2 separate regions of the Danio rerio genome follow, and region 1 is linked to region 2. Evidence: chromatin contacts called from public Hi-C data. All regions are on one chromosome and are shown on one strand. Each heading gives the region's core, a stretch centred on a gene start, on an enhancer-like site or on the middle of the called end of the contact. The rest is flanking DNA. Distances are from core to core; before and after follow the strand shown. Region 1 overlaps LOC141379111 (a long non-coding RNA gene). Region 2 holds the start of irx1b (iroquois homeobox 1b).

Region 1 (3,145 bases), core at 465-2,964, 79 kb after region 2:
GATAAATTTCCTACTATAAAATAACAAACCTAATTCTTGATTAGTGATGTGCACTGTTAAAACTTAGTTAGGACAACTTTAATGGTTTTTCTCTGTATTTTGATCATCAGATTTCGGATGTTTAAATAGTTGTGCCTTGCCAAAATCTTGTCCTGCCAAACCATACATAAATGGAAAGTTAATATATTAAACTTTCAGATGTGTAGATCTTAATAATAAATTAAAAATTATTACTGGTTTTGCAGTCCAGGGTCATATGTACTAAAAGTCTTTATCTTTAACATCTCATGGTTCAAACAGAACGAAAACAGCTCTAGTCATGGAACCCTAACCATGTGATTTAATTAAGACACTTTATTTTATTCCATATTTAGAAAGAATCCACTTAAACACCTATTAGTTACAGTATTAACTTTATAAATAAATATTTAAAAATCTTTACGGTCACTTATGTTACTTGAGGTATTGACTAGCAAATACAAACAGAAATGTTTGCTCCTTTGTCAAAGTTTGTTTAAGGTGAGACACTGCAGGCAAAAACACGCATCAGTCGCTTTTGAGATTTGGGGCTTTTTGGCTTTTCATCAAGTGCTTATTCAGTCTGATGTAAAGAAAGATTCAAAATACACTTTTAAGTGTTTCTTTTGTCACCGTTTATCATTTTTTATTTGTCTGCAGACTTCAGGTAAAGTATATATTTTTAAACCTATTTGAGTTTTTTTTTCCTCCTGCACTGAGCCATAAATCTCTCTCGCACACACTCAAAAAATAATGTTTGGTGCTTGTTCAAACTACTTATGTTAAATGAGGTGTAACAACCCAATTCTAAAGGTTTTTTGGGGGACAACCTATTTATTTTATGTTCAATCTACTTACATTTATAAAAGTGATTAAGTTAACTTTAATCGATTTGTGTTGTGACAACATAAAGGAAGTGTGTGGAACCCAAAATGTTTTACAGTGCACACACACACACACACACTCACACACACACAGACACACACACACACACACACACACACACACACACACACACACACACACCAGATTTTGGTTTTACTTTTATCTGTATTCTGATTTATCAGTTTTTACAGAGGTATACGGTCATACATAACGTACCCGAATTACACTTACACAAAAAAGTGAAAATATATTTTTTATTGATTTATTTTATTTAATTTTTTATTTATTTATTCATTTTACTGTACATTTACAGTATTTTCTGAATTCTACAAAATTCCTTTTTGTAAAAAAAAAAAAAAGCGTATCTCTGTCATAAATTAACATGCATTTTAGAAATCTTCACATATTTTTTTCACTGGAAATTTTCTACAAGATAAATAAAAAAGATTGAATCAACCAGGTTGCATCCTGCTGTGTCACCTGCAGTGTATTTCCCTAACTTTCCCATCATACGTAAACTGATACGTTTTAACGTTTATAATATGCTTAAATGCCTAATAATCCACATGCTAGGCTGTATCTTGTGCCGTAGTGCCATCCGCAGTGTTTGCGTGGCTCTGCTTAACTCTCTTCACACTCAGGATGTATTTAAAGGAAGTCCATATTGGAAACAGCTTGAAAAGGTGCAGTCATTGACTCCTCCATCGATTATCTGGAGAGGAGCTCAGTGTGTTACAGGACAGACTCCTCCTCTCAAAGAGAAGATCTGATGCTCTTTTATAGACACATCTCATGTGGGCCATGACGGCAAATGCTATTCCTCAATTATTTACACCGCCTAAATGGCAGCCACTGCAGGGTGTCCATGGCATGTGTGTGTTTGAATGAGATATTTTATGTTTTTGGGGGTTTGGTGGATCGAAAATGGTAGACACATCAGATAGAGTTGTGTGTATACATATTATGACAGTATATACATATTTATTATGAACATGCATGTAAATCGCTTGATATTGTTTCAAAACATATTTAAGCACACTGTTAAAGGTTGCAGATTGTTTGTTTTGTGTAAAAAAAGTGTTTGTGTTTCTCAAATATGTTCATAGTAGTCGTATGCTTTTATAAAATGACGGACGTTTTGCAATTATGTGTGGCGTGTATATTTTACGATTGAAGATTGGCAGTTTTATAGATTGCTTACACCGCCTGATTGTTTTTGTCACAAGGCTGCCCTCTATCTTTCAGCTAAAGGAATGCATATTACTTTCTGTAAATGTGGCTTAGACTTTTACCCAAATGTATAAATCTAAAAAAACTACTTCGAATGTTTTCTTAATTTAGAAAAATAAAAGGATGAAAAGTAAGTTAAACTGAACCATCTGTATTTACTGTAAAATTGGTAACCTACAGTTAACTATACATAAACAAAATAATAATAATGTCATTGTAAATTTATATTTTTATTAAATCAGCAATATATGGTATTGTTTTTGTTTGGATTAAACGATTTACATTTCAATTTAATAAAGATGCTAGTATTTTTAGGTAATTATCTCTGATGAAAGAAACATTTTAACTTGTTACTCTGTTAAATGTTACTCTGTTTCACAAATAAACTGCCAGGGGCTTATTTATGTTTATGTGTCATAAACATTATATTTATTGGGTTTTATTATAAAAAAATAATAATTACAACAATAACAACTATTATTATTATTATTATTATTATTATTATTATTGTTGTTGTTGTTGTTGTTGTTGTTGTTGTTGTTGTTATTATTATTATTATTATTATTATTATTATTATTATTATTATTATTATGTTATTATGTTGTTGTTGTTGCTGGAAATTTATTTATTTATTCATTCATTCGTTCATTCATTCATTTATTTATTTATTAGTTTGTTTACTCACTTTGTTACTTATTTACTTGCATACATACTTACTTACTTTCTTACCGACCAACCTACCTACATACTTACACGGTTTAGACCATTGTATCTTTGTTTACTCATCTCAGGTTTTTTCTCTGAGCTGTTTTCTAAGTTCATTATGACATAAGGCAACAGTCTCGTAATAAATATTGGCTGAAAATCTGACTCTAATGCACTTTAAGGTTTTAGATACTTATGAGTTATTATTGTATAGGGTATGATTTTGAGATGCAACAAAATCTCTCAGGATGTAACAACACCATGGAGATATGCTGCTTAATGACTATAACGAAGACTAGGAATTATG
Region 2 (3,269 bases), core at 436-2,935:
CACCAGGAGACACCTCACCAACGCTTTTGACCACATTCTGTTCTCTATTACCACTCGACATAGGACTGTCCGTGTTTTTAAGTGCTGGGGAAGATAATATCCGCGGTGTTTCAATGTTTTCAATCGCGTGCGGGTTATTCGCTGCTTCCTTGTTCTGGTCCACTCTGGGCTCCTCCGCCTTGTCCATATCGATGGTCTCCAGATCGATTTCTTCCTCGTCGTCATTTTTGTCCGCATCATCCTCGTTGTCGCTGTCGAAAATTCGCCCGTCTCTGTCCTCGGCACTGCGACCCCAGGTCACTTTATTCTCCTTTTTGAGTCTCCGGCGCGCGTTGGCGAACCAGGTGGACACCTGCGTAAGGGTCATCTTCGTGATGATGGCCAGCATGATCTTCTCACCTTTGGTGGGATACGGGTTCTTTTTGTGTTCCTGCAACCATGCTTTCAGTGTGCTGGTGGTTTCTCTGGTAGCGCTCTTGGCCCGGGCCGGATCACCGTACTGATACTGGCCGTATGGATAAAAACCGGGCGCAGCGTGCACTGCAAATCCTGGAGGATGAGCCCCGGGGTTATCCTTCAGCTCATACTGCGACCCCTGGGGATTAGAAAAATTAATTATCAGTAGGTTTGTAGACATGCACAGGAAAGAGTAATACGAATGTCGTTCCTTCTATTTTGGTATTATTTTGAAAAGTGTTAAAGTAGTATTTCAACACGAGAAATGAACTGTTGCTGCAAACTTCTAGCAGTGATTTACTTTTAAAACAAACACTGGAAACCTAAATAAAATTACTTATGCAGAACTATAATTTGGAAATATAAAGTTTAATAATTATTATTCGATAATTACAGTGCCAAAATAGAGATTATTTCAAATGTTAGAGAATTAAAAAAATCGCTAATTAATCTTAAAAATAAATGCAGTCATTGTCTCTTGTTCTTCTTTTATGTATGCAGAACTGTTTTAGTCTGTGAAAGTAGAACAACTACAAATTACAATTTGTTGTTTTTAATTAAAAACATTAGTTTTTAAATCCGTTCAATTCCGATTATTTTAAAGATTGCGTTTATATTTTTAACCTCTCGAAACACTGCCATATAAAACATTTAATATACATCTGATAAACATTTAAAACTAATAGTTTAATGCAAAATGTAATGTTTAAAGTTTAATTCATCTTATTATATATATATATATATATATATATATATATATATATATATATATATATATATATATATATATATATATATATTAGACAGATATTTACCACTGTAAAATACTTTATAACATGTATATATAAACTGTCTTACCATCTGAGAGAGCAGGGCCAGCTCGGCACTGTTGTAAGGTAAGAAGGCGCTATAATTTTGCACGGTCCACGGATTCGCATACATGCCGAGCATCGGCGTGATAGCAGCCGCTGCAGTCGCGGGATTTGCGCTGTTGTCCGAGCTTCCCTCGCGTGGAGAGGACGGCATTACACCCGTGCGCTCCGCTCCGTACACCTCTTGGGAGGCGTTTAGGAACTGTGGGTAACCCAGTTGGGGGAACGACATGTCCAACTCCCGAGGAACTCTGTCGGAGATTTACAAGAGAGAAGGGCAATCCACTTTCAATCACAGCAATAACTCTCGCTTGGTGCAGAAGCGCGGTCTCTTCAGGAGGAACGTCTAGTGATGCGTCTACCCTCTGGACCTCTCACAATTTGAAGTTGACGGCTTGATTGGCATGATACTTAAGCGCGAGGCCCCTCCTATCCGGGGCCACGCGATAAGTAGGCTGCAGTGTGTGTTATTGTGTGTTTTTGTGGCAGTGTAAACGAAGTGCTTAGTTACATATACGCCTTGTTCGCGTAAAAATGTGGAATGTGACAACAAATATATAAATATTTAACATAAAATAAATAGTTTTGCATTATAAAATGTTAAGAGCAGTGTTGCTGGGCATGACTGCATTTATGCATTTCTGAACTTTCTTCATATTAATTTAAGGTAAATAATTTAATTAATAAAGCTTATAGCTAATATTAACGAGACACAATTAATGCAAAAATGCTAGTGGAGTTGTCTGGTTAACTATTCTTACTTTTGTAAACACACGAATTAATAGGCTAAATGAATAAAATACAGTGTACTATATTTAAAAAAAATTAAAGAATTAAAAGAAAAAAATCTTAATTTTACAAAAATAAAACGATAAAATACAGTTAAAAACTTCTTAGCAGTGTTTTTAAGACAAGTTTGTTCTGTTACAAAATATTTAAAGTATTTTAAATTTCATGATTTTATGAATTAAGTGACATTTGACGCTAACAAACAGACTGATAAACTTGTTACTATAGTGCAATTATGTAATTTAGTTACACATATCAATATGAAATGTTTGCATCATCTAAGCGGTCTGTGCATTTAACTGATATATAATAAATGCTTCAAGTTTTCCTTATCTTGATATAATTATTATCTATGAACATTTTAAATAAAGTGTTATGTAAATAGGATAGAAAACGGCATTTTTGTACAGTGTTTATTAACTCCATCTACGATTAAATGCACTGACATTTATTGATTGCGCAATGCCATAACCTATCTATCTCCAGTCAATATTTCATGTTTTATTTAACGCGCATGCGGCTCAGGAGTTTGTATGTATAAGCGGCTTCAACGTCTGGTAGTGTGGAGTCGTGAAGAAGGCAATAATGGAGTGTAATAGTGATTTGATGGAGCGGAGAGAATCATCATCATCGCTCCCCTCCCTCTCACAGCGCGCGCGCACACACACAAGCGTTCACACGGCGTGCCAGAGAGGGTCTCAGTAATGTCCAACAGGGAAACAAACGATCCCGTTTATGGTAATTTGCACATTAGCATCACACAGGTTGTCCCGTGATAAGGTGACAGGTTAATGAAATGCTCCATTCAGAGGAGCCATTTGATCCCTCTGAGAGGTTGTGATAAGGAGCCAACCAGAGAAGCCTGCAATTAAAACCACAGCCTATCTCTCCATCCCAGTATATTTTCTCTCTCCTCCTCTCATCCACGGCTGGTAATGAGGGCTAACACCCCTGTCTGCGCTAATCCTCCCCCTGGGTGCACCTTGCTATCAGATGTTAGCTTTGTAATTATTTATCCAAAAAGTCATAATTTCATGCTTGAGTAGCAAATGAGTTTGGCGAGCTGGTTAGGCAATTCTCTTCGTGTCCTGCGAAGCGGAGAGCGGGATTTAATGATTTAATTACAGCAGTTAGTCCTCCATTTGGCGCTAA

What was found. A called contact is a pair of places that touch in the nucleus more often than the background predicts.
Region 1: a contact with region 2 is called in a Hi-C map of gastrula embryo, with 3 times the contacts expected there. The contact joins the enhancer-like site here to the promoter of irx1b in region 2. A contact is called at or near these places in 8 of 18 Hi-C or Micro-C datasets (caudal fin, embryo, gastrula embryo and 2 more) and 1 of 4 datasets of contacts at active chromatin or transcription factors (gastrula embryo).

The regions. Positions count from the first base shown.
Region 1 is chr19:30,626,422-30,629,566 of GRCz12tu, forward strand. All of the region lies in intron 4 of LOC141379111 (a long non-coding RNA gene), which reads left to right. Among named protein-coding and RNA genes, the nearest start is that of irx4b, 47 kb to the right of the region's middle. Within about 2 kb of position 1,715, at least 5 of the 62 cell types and tissues checked have an H3K27ac peak or open chromatin away from gene starts, as enhancers often do.
Region 2 is chr19:30,547,551-30,550,819 of GRCz12tu, forward strand. irx1b (iroquois homeobox 1b) reads right to left here and starts at 1,686. Exons shown (of 4, transcript NM_131823.1): 1 at 1,315-1,686; 2 at 1-595. The coding sequence starts at 1,560. The region is part of intron 2 of LOC141379111 (a long non-coding RNA gene); the gene reads left to right.